2 separate regions of the Cricetulus griseus genome follow, and region 1 is linked to region 2. A link is a contact called in public Hi-C data. All regions are on one chromosome and are shown on one strand. The core of a region is the stretch at or near the end of the contact, and the rest is flanking DNA. Distances in the headings are between cores, read along the strand shown.

Region 1 (5,206 bases), core at 1,543-4,042, 150 kb after region 2:
TTTGCCACTTCCTCTTAGGACTGTGACTGGTCCCTCCCCTCCCCACACTTCCCTTTAGCCCTTGTTTAATCCTGGGCATCACTTCCTCCTCCATTGCCATTAGGGAAGTAGTCTGGGTGACACTGTCACAGACTTGAGTCTGACACATGGCTTAAATTGGTTTCCAGCAAGTGCACCCACAATAGAACTAGGTTTCTAGAGTTTCCCAACAGAAGCACCGGGGACTGTAGTGATCATTGTGAGGGCTGGGTGTGTGGGGGAGTATTAGCAGGCTGGGGTTCTGACCCTCAGGACTAAACAACACAACCGAAGCTACACCACTAACATCAAAAGACTAAACAATTTGCAAACTGATTTGGGGTTTTTACTCTTCCCCAAGAACAAAGAGAGCAGGCCATGACCAAGAAGATGATGTCATGCTTTAGGATGATTGGCATTGCCCAGAGGTTGGCAGAACCTATTACCTGTTGAGCAACGCATTTAGAAGGAAGGAAAGAAAGGTGATGGTGGGCAGTGGGACCAGATGAGCCTTTTTAGTAACCAGGAACTGTCACACAGTTGGAATACACAGGAGGAATTGTGTAACTTGGATACCACAAAATCCTTATTCTTCTGAAACCTACATATTAGTTGGTGAGGGAAAACTCCCCAAGGGAAAATATTTCAAAACCAGGACAAAGCCAGAAGTGCCAGCTGTTTCGGAAAAAATAAGGAGGATTTTCTGTAAGTGCCCCAGTGCTCCGACAAAGTCCATGTGAGCTCTCAGGGAAAGCTCACTGCCTTGGAGGTGGAAGGGGTTACAGTCTTGCATCGAGTGACAGACAAAATTGTGACTGTGGAATGTGAAATGCAAGGGGGAAAAGTTGGAGACCCAGGGATGGTGTGTAGTAAGTTACACATGTAAGGGGGTAAACCAAGCTTTGCTACAGTAGGCATGCTGAAGCACGGAGTTGGGAAATGACCAAGCATGGCTACTCTAGAAAAGCTCCCATTATGCAAATTTATGCCACTATTAAATTTATTTTTAAAAATGACTAAAATTTAAAATGAAGTCAGTCATTAAAGATCAGGGGAGGGGGTCAAAAAGAAAGATGAGCTTTATTAACTTATTACTGAAATAGAAATTACCCCAGTTGGTCTAAAATTCAATATGTAACCAAGTATGATCTTGAACTCCTGATCTCCCTGCCTCCATCTAGAGGGCTGGGATTGACAGAATGCCCCCACCATGCTGGGTTTTTAGTACAGGAATTGAACCTAGGGCTATTTGCATGCTAAGCAAGCATTCTGTCACCACGGCTCTAATACCAGCCCAAGAGAATATAATCTCAACCTGTGTCGTACCCACCTTTAATCCCAGCACTCAGGAAGCAGAGGCAGGCAGATCTCTGAGTTTGAGGACAGCCTGGTATACATGTATATATTGAGTTCCAAGCCAAGCAGGGCAATATAGTGAGATCCTGTCTGAAAAATAATAGAAAGAATTGAATCTACTTTACAGAATGAGACAGTTGATTCTGGTTTTGAGTGATGAGAAATCTTTATTCCCTCAGGCTAAGGCAATCAGTGATACCCAGAGAAACAGCTCTGACCACAGTATTCTGGGCTCTCTGAAGATTCCTCTCTTTCAAGTCATTCTGTTGCACTCTCCTCCCCTGACTTGGATTCTGCCCTCCCTCTCCACAAGTCCCATCAGCATCCCTTTCTTGACCCTTTTCCCCTCAGCATCAACTGGAAACTCAGAGTTTTGCTCCAACAGATTGGAACCAACTGCTGTCTCATAGGGCCATTAAGATCACCAAGGAAGGGGGTGCATGACAAGTGCCCAAGAGAACCCAAAGGAGGAAGATGAAGTGGTGTATATGCCTAGGTATTCTAAGCCCTGTCACAGTCAGGGCTCTTTGAAGGGAGAAGAGCCTGGTCATCTTTGTCCTGTTGCTCTGCCTCCTGCAGCAGCCTGTAAAATGTTCCTGAAGAGCTCTCATGATACAGCGCTTCCTTGGACCCCATCAGTCTCAAGCTGGGATTGTAAAAGCAGTGCCAAAAAGAAGAGATGCCATAGATTCCCAACAGGCATAAGGCATTGATCATCACATGCCAGCAGAAGAAGGTGGTGACAAACATGATGTCACTGATGTCATCATCTTCCCATGGATAGCCAGAGATCGGTCTAAACAAAATGAAGGCTGCCTGAATCAGCCATGAGCCCATCATCAGGAACAGGAAGGTCTCTATCATCCAGAGGTGAAACATCTTAGGATCCCACAGCTCTGCAGTCAACACCAGCATCAGCAGGAACACCACCAAAACGAGGAGAGAGTGAACCTGCAGCTCCACCCCAGATGAATCCTTAATGTGTGACAGCAGCAGCATCAGGAGCACATAGAAGCCCAGGACTGTGGAACCTCTTTCTAGGATCACACACCTCTGCCGCAGCACGTTCTTGCTCACAATTTCTACACAACCATCAAGGGTGAGGAGGATGAACATGGTGAGATGCTGCCACTCCTTGGGATACATAAACCTGGGTGGCATCCCATTGTTCATAAATCTCAACTCTCCTTCAACACAGTTCACCTCATAAACTATCAAGAGGCAGCCAGTCACTGTCTTCAACCAGCCTGTATGGGCTATTTGCCGCAGCCTGTCCCATCTTCCCTTACTCTTAGAGAGGGATGAAGGATACAGAAGAGAGTCATGGAATATCATAGCTCTGGAGACTACTATTGCTTTATACAGTCCATAAAAGACCAGAAACAAGCCAGGACATATATGACCAATAAAATCTCCCATTGATCTACTAATCTAACAAAATGCAAAACTCAGGTACAGGTGCTTCAAGTTCTAGGCTTTGGGAAGAATTGTCTTCTACTTGGTTTTATCATCTCCTTTCACCCACTGCTACCCCACAGAGAGGAAACATTTGGGACAAGCCTACACATTTGGCCTCATTGGACCGTTCCACTCTGGTACACTGGGAACTAAGTGGGTTTTCCGGGGTTCCTCTCCATAGCTTCCGAGGGGCTTTGGCTCATGCTTGTCCCTGGCTCAAGTTCCCCTCTTCTCATCCAGCCTGGTGCTCATGTGGTAAGGGGCGGGGGAGGAAATGGTGGGTTGGGTTGCTGTGGTATTCAGACAATGCCTATGCTTGCTTAAGCTCTCACACATCCTTGGAGTAATTCTCAGACCTAACTTCAGTCTATTTGTAAACGTGGATGCCTTCATTCTGGGCATGGGCATTTAAACATTTAGATATGAGACCATATAGCATCCACCTGGCTTTTCTAGTCTTATGTAGTAGACATAGCTTAAAGACTGCTGAGAAATCTTCTCCCCTCCTCTGCTTTCAACCTCATCCACCTCTCTCTGACTACCACCAACCCATCACCATCTTTATGGCCTGTAGACAAACCGTCAGAGGTACATTTTGAGGGTTTTTTTTTTTTGGAGGGTGTATATATGCCAGCAAAACTCAATTTGAATGTTTTCCAGAATTGCCTTCTCTACATGGCTCCAAGCGACTACAGGTAGAGTTTTCTCAAAAGTCATTTATAGTGTAATGGGAAATAGTTCACTTGCTTCATCTCTCACTGGCACTGGTTAGTGGTCAGTGAGCACAGGCAAAGGGGATTGTGGAAAACCAGGTACAGGAAACAGAAAGTATGTGCACAGTACACAAATGATTCCAGATTTATTGCAGAGGGTACACAGAATAGAGTTTTCTAGGGAGAATAGGAGTCTTGAAGGAACAAGGAAATTCATCACAGATCAGGAGCCAAGCTGACTAATATTAGTCTTCTGGATAATCATGTTCAGGCCACCAGTTAATGCAGAGCAGAGGATCTGTATACTAACCATGTGCAGGGGGAGGGAGAAAGGACATCTATACCCAATCACAGCACCACTCCAGAGCTCCCACTCCTACCCAAATATGATGTCCCTTAGCTTCTGATGGAGTCATGTGATAAACCCATCACAGCAGGAGTGAAGCCAACCTACACAACATCAGGCTGGGGAGACAGTTCAAGTTGCTAAGGTGCTTGCCACTCAAGCATGAGGACCTGAGTTCAATTGTCAGAATCCATGAAAAATCCAGTTCTGATGGTGTGTGCATGTGATCCCAATACTGTGGAAGCAGAGGCAGGCAGCTCCTTGGAGCTCACTGGCCAGTCAGCCTGTCCTATCCTATTATATCCTATGTGGTGAGCCTCAGGTCTGCCTCAAAAAAACAAGGTAGATGGTGACTGAGGGGCAGTTCCCAATATGGCCTTCACATGTACTTGTTTACATGTAGTCACACACACACACACACACACACACACACACACACACACACACACACACACACCACAGAACATCAGAACAACACAGTGCACTGTAGGTATCGTTGTTTTACCTAGTAGTATGAAGCTTACTAGCAGCTGTGAGTCTACCCAGTACTCAAACAAACAAACAAACAAAAAACCTAAAACAAGCCATTCTAGGACAGGACCACTGCAATTTTGTTCTTTCAAAAAGTGGATTAATGCCAGAAAACTGAAACCCCTCCCTCTGCCCTTAAAGATGGCAGTAATTCAGATTGCTTTTGGCTGCTGAGAAATTTGGTAGGCTGGGGAAATGAGTGTAAAGACAAATTGGGAAAATAAAGCTTCATTCTGCCTTCTAAATAAACCTACCTTGCTTATCTGAATTTAAAATTGCTTAGTGTGCACTTACTGTAGGAAAATCAAGGAAACTATATAAGCAAAAAGAACAATGCAAATAACCCATAGGGCAACCCATTTTTCCCCCAGCTCTACTCCTGGTTACAGGGAATTGTTTCTTTTCAATAAACTTTTCTTGCTTTCCTTTCAAAACAAAAACTAACAATCACCTGTAATCCTACAACCTGGTTATGACTCATTTCTCCAGCTGTGCCTGGCAGCTGTGAGCTGAACATAAGTGGTCAGAGGAGGAAGGACAGGCTTGGCTTCAGCACTGAGAGGCTGGAACTGGCATGTGTGCCCAGCACATTGCTCTCTGAGGCTCCCCATGTGGGGTGGTCAGATCCCCACTTTGGCCTAACATCAAAGGATAGGCACTGTGTATTAACACATGAGCGTCCTGCTCTCAGGGCTCCAAAGGTAGGACTTGTCCATCCTAAAGCAGACCTGCCCACAGTCATATCGAACAAGGAAGCCAAGTGTGGTGAATGATTAGCAGAACT
Region 2 (5,099 bases), core at 1,019-3,518:
TAACTCTGCTTCCCCATGCAGCTGTATATAATAAGCATGCTGCACTTCCAGGGTGCTGTGCCTTCTCTCTGAGAGCCCAGTCCATCCAATCTTAGCCTTTCTGTGTCTCTATGTTTGTCATTTCTTCATTCCCTCATCACCCCTACTAAGTCCAGGACCTAAGTCTTATAAGTGCAAGGCACATGGCCAACATGCCTTGTTTACAACCTGCTCCCTTGAAACAGAACAACACCTCTCCTAAATACCTTGCCTGTACAATCAGTTGGGAGATTTTTAAATATTTCTATTTTATTTTCTGTGTATGGATGTTGTTCCTGCATGTATGTCTGTGTACTACATGCATACCTAGTACCTTCTGAAGCCGGAAGAGGTTGTCTGATCCCCTGGAACTGGAGTTACAGACAGTTGTGAGGCACCATGTGAGTGCTGGGAATTGAACTCAGGTCCTCTGGAAGAACAACCAGTACTCTTTACCCATGACTCTAGCCCCTGGGAGATATATTATTATTATTATTATTATTATTATTATTATTATTAAACACTTTTCATAAGTCATTAAGCACACAAATTTGAAATGTATTAATTTTCTGTAACCCAGAGGGCTCAAGTCCCTAACGAAGTCAGGCCAGTTGTCTCTAGTTGGTAAGCTGTACGTTCCATTTGGAGATGCAGCTTAAGGAAGGTCTTACTGTCTCAGTATCCCAGCATAGTTCGGAAGCTTATTGGAAGTGTACACATGTGCTTCTCAACTAGGTGACGAGTTCAGTATTTCAATTCCTGAAAAGAGGTGCTTTTAAAAAACATATTGAAAGAAAGCACCAAGTAAAGGGAACCCCAGTTTTCCTGGCACTGGAGGCTGAGGTGTGCAAGGTCAGCTAAGAACAGATCTTGACTGCTGGAAGTAGGGGTGACAGACAGAGATGTCACTGGTGGGAATGGTGAAATAGCTCAGGGGGTAAGAACACTTGTCTCACGAGCATGAGGATCCATGTAGCAAGCCAGCTGTGGTTACAGAGCCTGGGCAGGGCAGAAGAGACAAGAGATTCCCAGTGCTTGCTGGCTACTGCCTAGCTCCAGGTTCAGTGAGAGACCCTGTCTCCAGGGAATAGAGTTAGAAAGTGATAGAACAGGGGACACCTGACATCTTCCTCTGGCTTTGGCCGGCACACATGGACACCCCCCCCAAACACATGCATGCATGCCCCCACCACCAAACACATGCATACACACACACACCCCAAACACATGCATGCACACACATACCCCAAACACATGCATGCACACACACACCCCCCAAACACATGCATGCACACACACACCCCAAGCACATACATGCACACCCCCACCCCCAAACACATGCATGCACACACACCTCAAACATATGCATGCACACACATCCCAAACACATGCATGCACACACACACCCCGTCCGCCTTGCACATCTTTCATTGAGTAGAGAAGATGTTTTATCTCTAGACATTTGACCATAGAGGAGTCTGGGAAGCACACTGCTCCTTCCCAGTCTCTTCTCTCTCAGAAGGAGGCTAGGTCCAATAAGCCAATCCACACACTGAATTAAAGGTTGTATTCTAGAGATTCAGATTCCTTGCCCAGCACCCAGTGAGGCAGGTACAAGCAAGGAAGCAGAGACCAAAGAAAACTCCTGTGTATCCCAGTCGCAGAGTAAGGAGTGAGACTAATTGGACATGGACTCTATCTTACTCTGGGCTAAGCTCTCAACCGTAAGTCACTTCCTCTTCCTGCATCTAACCGAGGGTATGGCCACACCTCCTGGAGGTTATTGAAGGAATTCATTTATGGGATTAGACAGAGAGCTAAACCTAGAATACTCTGGCCTCACCATTGACTACCTCACCTTCTGTGTCAGGAGGTAGGAAGCTGACCGAGCCACATGGGAAGGCATGCTCACTGTGCAGGGTGAGGCAGAGCTGTGTGTACACAACAAGTCAGAACTGTGGCTAGAATCTAGGGGAAAGGGCTCCTTGCTGATTTGGATACGTGCCAGCCCTTCCTGCTCCTGCAAAAAAGGCTGACAGCATTGATGCAGATTGCCCTAATGAGGAAAAGGCCTGGCTGATCCACCCAAGAAACATTTTTCTTTAGAAGAGAATACAAACATATCCTAGAGAAAAAACACATACCGTGTTAAGTCAAGCGTGTTGTGGCCTATGATAATGGCTCTTGAGTGTGCTGACAGCTGATAACCGCAGACGCTGGCCTCTGCAGAAGCAGCAGTATGTCACCCCCCCACCCCCAGCACACAGTGACTGTGCACGTTCTCAGACACCAACCATGAAAAGTGCTTTGCCCCACTCTGTCTTAGATTCTGGGCACAGTCTCAGAAGCTCCTGGGAAATCTTGCTTTCTAGAATGTTTACTGAGGACTGAATTTGGACCAGAGAAGCTACATACAGAGAGAGAGAGAGAGAGAGAGAGAGAGAGAGAGAGAGAGAGAGAGAGATTGGTATTCACTCACATGTACACACATACACAGACCATGTAAATGCTGGCAGAAACAGAAATATATTCACCACACATACAGTAACACTAATTCCTAATTCCACACAGAAATGTGGACACACAAATATACACAGAGTCATAGATACCACACTCAGAAGCACATAGCACTCAAATATACCAGACATAGAGAGAAACATAATATTACACACAAAATACATATATGCTGTATGCACCACATACATGTACCACAAGAGACACACAGATAAGTATTTCATAGATGTCATGTATACTCATTACTACAATATACACTGTACACACAGCACAGCAAACATATAGAGACAAATATTCCACTGTAACATATCATATGACACAAAGCTTTGGTTTATGAGCTATAAATATAGGAGATAAGTGTAAAAAAAAAGTAAAGAAAATGAAAATGCAGCAATAATGTTATAAACACAAAGGATCTTTTTTACAATGAATGTATGAGATTCATTGTAACAAGAGAGTAGTAATAGGAACATAAATAAATAATGAATGTGTAATAGGTTGTCCTGTTCTAAGAGTGTTGTTTTGTTGTTTTGTTTAAGGCAGGATTCCTCTGCATACCCCTGACTGTCCTTGAACTCACTCTGTAAACCAGGCTGACCTCAAACTCAGAGATCTGACTGCCTCTACCTCTGGAGTGTTGGGATTAAAGATTGTGCTACCACCACCTGGCTCTAACTTTTTTTTTTTTTTTTTTTTTTGTAAATGATGGTCCTTTAGTTCCGGCGAACTTACTGGGGCAGCTGAATTTTTCATTCCCGACAGCATCTGCGGAGTCTCTAGCGTATCCCCCTCCTCAAATTCTAACCCAAGGTGTCCCTTGAAGAAGCAACCCTGCATAGCCTCTGCAGTGCCTGCTCGGGCAGAGTTTGTCACCTCCTCCCCGTTTCCCTCTCCCTGCACCCTCCCTGCCCAAGTCAGGAAAGTCCCACAGTGTTTGCCTCACAGAGCAAACAGGGAAGTTCAAGGATGTGATGATGCTGACCATAGACATCAACTTCCCAGAATCCTGAGTCAGTCCAACCTAGCACGTCACAGTTTAGCTCTATGTACCTAGGGGGCGCTCCGGTCCAGGAATTGGAAATCTTAACTATTCCTTTCGGTATTTCAAGATCCAGGAGGGAAGGGCTAGGAATGAAAATTAAAGGAGCCAGCAGGTGAGAATGATAGCTGGAGGCTATTAGTCGAGAAGTGAGGGTGGAATGTTTATCTCCAAGATCTACTGCATCCCTGGAGTTTAAAGCTGGAAAAGACCTTAGGAGATATCTGGTACACCTTCCCTGTCTCCCAGATGCCAAATGTGAGACCAGAAGATGGAAGTCCCAGCCTTACAGTCAAAACTAATCTGACTGCAAATGTCAAATCACCCTTTGATAGAGCAATGGGCACCATTTTGATCTTCCCGTTGCATAATATTTTTCCCCTAGCTCAAGATTAGGCATGGTAGTCTGAAGATGACATTTTACTAGAGCATTAAGTGAGTGTACTTTACATTTTGTTAGAAGAATGTAGAAGGACATATAAAAGGTATATGATGCCCCATACAAGTGTACGTTCCCTTAAGAGCCCTAAAAATACAAACCTCCAAATTTAAAAATACATTAGTGTGATTAATTGCTTCCTTAGAAAATGTGTTCTTTATAGGTTTTTTTTTTTTTGGTTTTGATTTTGGATTTTGCTTTGTTTGGTTGTTTAGTTGGTTTTTATTTGGGTTTTTTCGGTTTTTGATTTTTTCAAAATAGGGTAGCCCTGGTTGTCCTGGATCTAGCTCTGTAGACCAGGCTGGCCTCGAACTCAGAGATCTACCTGCCTCTGCCTCCCCAGTTCCGGGATTAAAAGTGTGTGCCACCATACCCAACTTCTCCATACAAGTATTTCAACTCTGAATTTTTCATGGAAAAAAAAGGTGAAACTCACGAAAAATGATGCTGATTGTGTATGAGTTTATGTATCCTTCTGGCACCGTCATAATTTACAAACTATGTGTGTTACTATTTTTTTTATTTGTTCATTTATTTACTTATTTATTTAAACAGCAGCAAGTAGAGATGGGGCAGCAATGTTGAACCACTGCTATGTTCCATGCTAGTTTCTAGTGCATAAGAATCCCTGAGCCTCTGAGAGCCCGGTCTCCTCCACTAGACAATAACAGGTCTGGACCTGATGGGTTGAGGATTCTGCCTGCAATGAGAAGCACAATGGGAATACTGAAACCCCATGGTGTGGAGGCCACACTAGGCTGAGCAGGTTTGTCCCCACCTTCCTCTTTTGTGCCAGATTACTCTCCTTCTCGGAAGCCCAGTTCTCTTCTGGAACATAATGTGTCTTGACATTACCTGTTGCAACACAGGCATTCAATCATTGTATTAGCCCTCCTTCTAGCACTACTGTTCTCCTGTTTGACGTTGCATTCATGTTATAAAGAACTCACCAACTGAACCTGGTGACATACACCTGCACTGTGACACTTGGAAGGCTCGGATGAGAACAGCCTGAGCTACATAGTGAGTAAATAAAAATACTCAGCATCCTTCTGCACCAGGCTATCAGCCTGGGGGTGTGGCGTGGAG

Evidence for each region. Hi-C and Micro-C count contacts between places; a contact is called where the count stands out from the background.
Region 1: a contact with region 2 is called in a Hi-C map of liver, with 3 times the contacts expected there. The contact joins the promoter of LOC100763875 here to the enhancer-like site in region 2. A contact is called at or near these places in 3 of 8 Hi-C or Micro-C datasets (the CHO-K1 cell line, fibroblasts and liver).

The regions. Positions count from the first base shown.
Region 1 is chr5:37,812,428-37,817,633 of CriGri-PICRH-1.0, forward strand. It overlaps LOC100763875 (transmembrane epididymal protein 1A), which reads right to left and starts at 2,793. Exons shown (of 1, transcript XM_027418100.1): 1 at 1,876-2,793. The coding sequence starts at 2,793. The coding sequence ends at 1,876.
Region 2 is chr5:37,662,498-37,667,596 of CriGri-PICRH-1.0, forward strand. No RefSeq gene overlaps it. Among named protein-coding and RNA genes, the nearest start is that of Glul, 140 kb to the right of the region's middle. Within about 2 kb of position 2,269, at least 1 of the 6 cell types and tissues checked has open chromatin away from gene starts, as enhancers often do.